2 separate regions of the Acanthopagrus latus genome follow, and region 1 is linked to region 2. Evidence: chromatin contacts called from public Hi-C data. All regions are on one chromosome and are shown on one strand. Each heading gives the region's core, a stretch centred on a gene start, on an enhancer-like site or on the middle of the called end of the contact. The rest is flanking DNA. Distances are from core to core; before and after follow the strand shown.

Region 1 (3,044 bases), core at 533-3,032, 130 kb before region 2:
TATTACTACTGTTTAATGTCGGCTGCAGCTGTGTCTGTCGGTGTTAATGCGTTTCTTCAGAAATGAAACCATGTCTCAGTCAATCAATCTTTTTGAAATGAAAGGCAAATTTCAGCACTGACGTTTATCACTGTGAGCAACATTTTCATTAAGATTAAAGTAAATAAGTGTGACTTGAAAATGTGGCCAACTGAAGACACACAGCAAGTTTTCATCATGTGAGCTAAAGGGTATCAGGAGAGGTTAAGGGTCAAGCAATGCACACTGGGAAGCTCATTAAAGATAATAAGCTAATAAGCTGATCATGTGCCTACAGATTGAACTCTGCTTTATCTTCATTCAACTCGGTATTTTAAACCCTAATCAAATTAGCAGAACTCGAGTTTATAGGTTCTGTGAAATGGTCTGAGAATAAAATAGTTAAATCAATTTGAATTAACCTGTTAAACTAATGAGAAAAGAACAGAACAGAAGAATGTTGTTCTTGTGAAGAAAGAGGACATTTTGATACCAGACAGAAATCATTATTATATTCAAAATGTATTGTGTTAAACTCAAATGGCAGCATGTTACAGTTAAAGCTGCTTCTACATTAATCTAGTTCTGTTTTATTTTACTTTTATTTCTACCTTACAATGAACACACTCTTCATACTCAAGCTAATCCTCCCGCAAACACTACTGCAAGCATGTTGATACCACAGCTTCAACTTGTAAAAGGAGAATTTTCCAGCGTTTTACAAAAGTCAGGGATTTAAATACTTTTCTCCAACAGTCATCATGTGCTCACATTGTGGCCTTGACAACAGTGTGTTGTTCTCTTTGTGTCTGCATGTGCCTCAGGCCAACATTGTCCTCTAATTAATTTTGGCAGGTTTATCTTTGGTTCCTGTCACCACATCTCCCGTGTGTGTGTGTGTGTGTGTGTGTGTGTGTGTGTGTGTGTGTGTGTGTGTGTGTGTGTGTGTGTGTGCATTAATTTAAATTTATCCAACTCGCACATATGGTGCCTGAACCGGGAACCAACAAATCTGATTTTATGTGATTTTCTGGAGGTAAAAAAAAAGAAAAAAGAAAAAGAAGTAAATAAATACTAGATCCGTTTTGTACCAGACGGCGTCGCTGTTCTCCAGACTGAGGGCGACAGATTTGGGCGCGATGCTCCTGAGCTGGATTGAAGATTGAATGCACATTAGATTAGATTTAATCTAATCAACCGGTCTGCCTCTAAAGTAAGTGCGGCAGACAGCAGCTCTGATCACAGCGAACCAGAGAAAAGTGAGTCTGAGATCAGCGACCTGCACCGAAGAGTGCTCTCACTTTTTTATCTATCTGTGCACATCATAATAATAATAATCAGTAGTATTGTCATTCTAATTGTTATTGTTACTTTAAGATGTTTTATGTGCATTTTTAATATACAGCACTGACAGTCAATTCAGACGATGTCAACAGAAATAAAATGCAAACAAATAAAATAAATAAATAATCACCATAATAAATAATGTTTCCGCAGATACAGAAAATGATAATAATTGTCATATTATTAATATTATAATACTACTATTATCATCGTTATCATAAGTTATCCTTTGAATAGCGAACACAAATAAAAAAAGACAATAAAAATAAATGTTGATTAATTTAAAGATACTTATAATATAAAATAAACAAATAAATAAATACATAAATAAACAGCAACAGGTTCAGCAGATACAACACGTGACAACACGGTGTCTGTCTCTTGTTATTATCGCCTCCTCCGACCTGAATCCACCGCTGCTCGTCCAAACCGATCGATGATCAGCGGGACAGAAATCTGCGGAAAGTGTTGAACCCTGTCAGACGTTCAAGAGCCACCGGAAGTGGGCGGTTTATGCCTGTGCGTGTGTGTGTGAGTGAGTGAGTGAGTGAGTGAGTGAGTGAGAGAGAGAGACAGAGAGAGAGAGAGAGAGAGAGAGAGAGCAGTGAACTAAAGCGAACTGTTGCAAACTAGACGGCTGACTGAGCGGCGGACTGACCGGGAGATCTCTGTCGCAGCCTCTCCTTCGCGTTTTATGAGCACGGACAGCGGCTCGGGTCGCTCCACGGAGGTAAGGCTGACACTTCTCCACGTCTTTTTTCCACTGTGTGTCGTGTGAACGTGGATTGGGGGGGTGTTGAAAGTCCTCCGTTGCGCAATGAAGAGTCTTGACAGCGCTTTTGTAAACAAACTGCGAGTGCGGCACCGCAACGGAGGAAAGAAACCCCGCACACGGCTGCGTGGAGTAAACAATTTCTTGTCGGGTGGGAGTTTGGGGGGCGGTGTAGGTTTTTATTATTATTATTTTTTTCTCTTTCTGCGACTTCTTCCCTGAACAGTGCTGAATCAACAGGCAGCTCCCCCCGGTCCTATAATAACCTCCACGGACTGACAGCGTGTCTCCGGTGCCCGTGGAGCGCGCTGTCACTGTCTTTGCCGCGTGTGACTTCACTGCGTAAACTTGTTGGGTTCTCGCTGCCTTTCTGCTCGTGAAGTGCGAGTTTATCTCCCGGTGTGACCTACACGAGGCGTTCAAGTGCCAACCCAGCTGAAACAGGACCACGAAGATAACCCGTGGCGGCTCTCACAGCCAGCGCCGACAGGCTCCGTCTCGTAAATGAGCGTTATACAGCTCTCATGAGCCTAATAGCGGTACGAGTCAGACTTTACGAGTCTGACAGGTGAGAGAGTCTGACTGAGAGCTTTTTGTTCAGGATCCTCAACTCAACTCTGCCGCGTTCGGGTCCAGTTTGAGCCCCGTTCATCAAGGATTTGGGGGGATTTTTTTTTTTTTTTCAGTTCACATGTCAGAGAGGGACCTTGTCCTCTCTGTGCTCATTTCTCTGACAGCTGTACAGATTAAAACTTCACATGCAGAGATAGATAATATGCAGGGCTCAGGTGCAGTCTAGTTGTACTGGTGCGCCTAACTTTTTAAAAAAATATTATTTACGTGCACCAGCACGTCATTCAGGTGCACCCAGTTTCTTATCACATGATGCAAAGTAATTGCAAACAGGAAG
Region 2 (3,074 bases), core at 398-2,897:
CCCCCCTACATTTTAACCATAATGTTAAGTACAAACCCCTCCCCCCACACTCCTTTTTCATTTTTAGAGCAGCTCGACCAGGCTGAGCTCTGTAGGAGTCACAGACGACCATTTCAGCACAAAGCAGGGAGCTGTAGGGATGAGATAGGGAAAAAAACAAAACAACCTGTAGCTGTTTGTGCGTTCAGTCACATCGATGCACTTCTCGCATCCTTCACCAGTGTCACCCTCCATCGAGCCCCCACACATCTCCGGTGTCATTCCTTAGAATTTAAGTTCTCCGGCATTCCTGGACTCTCCCCCAAAAGGGTCTCCCCGTCTCCTCCCCAGGGGCTGTGTGTGTGACGTTACGTGACTTGGTGTTTCGGCCCCCAGGGTGGAGCTGGCCCACGTCCGAAAAAGTGGCGGAGCTCACCAGCCAATCACAAATGTTATATGTGACCCCGGCCTGTTAGAGGTCGAAGGTCAACAGGAACATGGTACTGCTGTCGATAAAAACCACAAAATAAAATGGATATAGATGTAAACTGTATGTAAAATGTAAAAGGAACATATATTGCTATGATAATTCTTGCAGACACGGACATTAATGATTGCTATTATAATAATTGTTGTTAGTTCTGTTGATATTCAGATTCTTTTTTTAACAGTAACTTCCACATAGACAGTGATTTGACACCTGTTGTTCTGTGGTGCCGATCAGGACAACCAGTGCATGTGGGACTGGAACGAGGGATTACGGGTTAGCGCCACGAACATGAGGGTCAAAACAATAACCTGACATGTGTTTCACTGCAAAGTGAGTGTGGATTCTGTAAAAGCTCCTTTAAGTGGCCCATTAAAACTGGCTTCATTGTTTATCCTGTCTCCTCTCATTCATTCCTCTTTAATGTTGCAGGGAAGTTAAACACGCCTGTTTAGACACTCAGCAGTTTAACAATCGGCATGTAGAGTGACATTTTGCTGAAAATACTTTAAGTAACGCAGGGTTCACAGAATGGCTTTTTCCGATTGCACTCAAACGGATGTCACGGGCTCTTTGGAGCATTTTGAAAGCGGCTGTGACGGCGAATCCCAAGCAAATCAATAAAGCCTTCCAAAAGCTTTATTGATTCCTTTTTTTTTTTTTACGCACTGCGATGCACTTGTTAATTCTGCACATCTAAAATCTTTTGTTCTGAAGAAACACGAAGTAGGCCGTTTATCATATCATGCATGAGTTTGTCTATTTAGAGCAGTGCTCCCTGTTGTCCATAAGATGGCAACAGATATTAAGTAAGTGGCAGGGAGGAAGAAAGGAAGAGAGACAACAATCTGAAAGTCAATGAATGCTTTCAAATGATTTTTGTCATCCTGCTATGTCGACTAATGAGAGAGGCAGTTTATAAAGTAGACAGTGTAACAAGAAATCAGCCCACTCTTAAGTTTTGGGTGCCATGGATTCATCAACCCTGCTCACGTCACCAGCACACACTTTTTATAGGAGCAAGAAAAACACACTCTTGGTTTGTCTGGGAGGAAAAAGCCCTCAGAACCTCATTAGCATGGCTTTTGAAATAGCTTGTCATTACAAACTGAGAAAGGGCATATCCAGGCTTTCTCTATATTCATATTATAGAACTCTTAGGACACATTAGCTAATTAACTTGTGTCCGTCAGCGCTCATTATCATGGCATGTCCTCGTAGACCTTTGGCACGCGGCCACAAAGAAATACCTGCAGTTCATCAAAGGTCCAGAGAAGTGCCTAGGAGATGATCTACCTCTGGAGACTAATTAACGGCAAGGAGCTCGACATCAGCCCTTCAAATGAGCAAGAGAATTATTGGTTGTGTTTGAGGATGGCCCTCAGTGACGTCCGTCGGTGTGGACATCGCAGAACAATATAAAAGACACGTGTCATTTTACCCGGAGCATCAGAAGATCAGATGACTTCACCTCACACTGGCCAGAAGATGACGTGGCTCCCCACCAATTTCCAGAAGGCTACTGGGATGGACACGTCGAACAGGGTAAGACAGAGTTAGATTTTTCTATTATCTTAAAAACTATTGAGGGATTTGCAAATTCACCGTTAAAAGTTGTGTTAGTGTAGGAATTTGTTTGTGACCTTGTCTTTTTACTTCTATATACATTTTTCTCAAGAATCATTTCCTTCACATTTCCACATTATTTTGACCTCATCAAGACAGGGGTAGAAGAAGTAGAAGTATTTTGATACATTTCTTGTGTTACTACATATCAAAAGTTTATCTGCAAAAAAAACCCAAAACATATATACATGTGGCATTTGTAATGAGTACTTGACGTCAAAGATTTCACTTTATGTTTAAAGTGGTGGGGACAATTTTTTACTTTTTATTTTAGGCGTTGTAATGAGGGAAGTGTGTGACCTCAGAGTAGATAATAACAGGTGTAAACTTTTGCACATTTGCAATTAATTAGGCTCTTAAAATATGATATGATTGTTTATCATTGTTTCACTCAGTCGGTAAAAACCTAAATAGCATCCTAACATGATGAAGCCACAAAAACCTTTTTTTGGACGGACTTTTCTCCGTCCGAGGGGCTCAATCTCACACTGGACATTTTAAAAAGGTTGAAAAGCTTCCTGAGCAGGCATCAGGCGTTTTATTCAATGACTTTAAACAGTATTTTAGCTTTTTGTTCTCCTATCAACATAAACAAAAACAATCCTTTTTCTAAAATTTAGGAAGATCAGTAAAACCAAATAATCTACTGAAAACCACGTCATGTGCATCTGTAGTAGACTGTAGTATCATTTAACAAAAGAAAATGCATTTTATTAGCACGGAAATGATTTAGTTTATGTAATACCACTATGACAAGTGATTAAGGTATTAGCATGTAAATGTCAGTGAGATATTAATAGAGATTAAGTGATGATCCATGTCCTTTGTGCGCAGATCAATAATCGTGTGTAGTACCATTACCCTAACAGCTGGTCCTGCTGAGACTCTGTGTATCCATGACTCAAGATCAGGATTTGATGATGTTTATCAATATAAATGAGCATCATCTTTTATAAATTCAGTTCTTATTCTTGGAGTTTGT

What was found. Hi-C and Micro-C count contacts between places; a contact is called where the count stands out from the background.
Region 1: a contact with region 2 is called in a Hi-C map of muscle, with 4 times the contacts expected there. The contact joins the promoter of stat5a here to the promoter of hcrt in region 2. A contact is called at or near these places in 2 of 4 Hi-C or Micro-C datasets (both in muscle).

The regions. Positions count from the first base shown.
Region 1 is chr23:18,051,557-18,054,600 of fAcaLat1.1, reverse strand. It overlaps stat5a (signal transducer and activator of transcription 5A), which reads left to right and starts at 1,782. Exons shown (of 20, transcript XM_037087818.1): 1 at 1,782-2,092.
Region 2 is chr23:17,921,768-17,924,841 of fAcaLat1.1, reverse strand. hcrt (orexin) reads left to right here and starts at 1,647. Exons shown (of 2, transcript XM_037089206.1): 1 at 1,647-2,011. The coding sequence starts at 1,928. si:ch211-210g13.5 (inactive phospholipase C-like protein 2) reads left to right here. Exons shown (of 6, transcript XM_037088901.1): 6 at 1-860.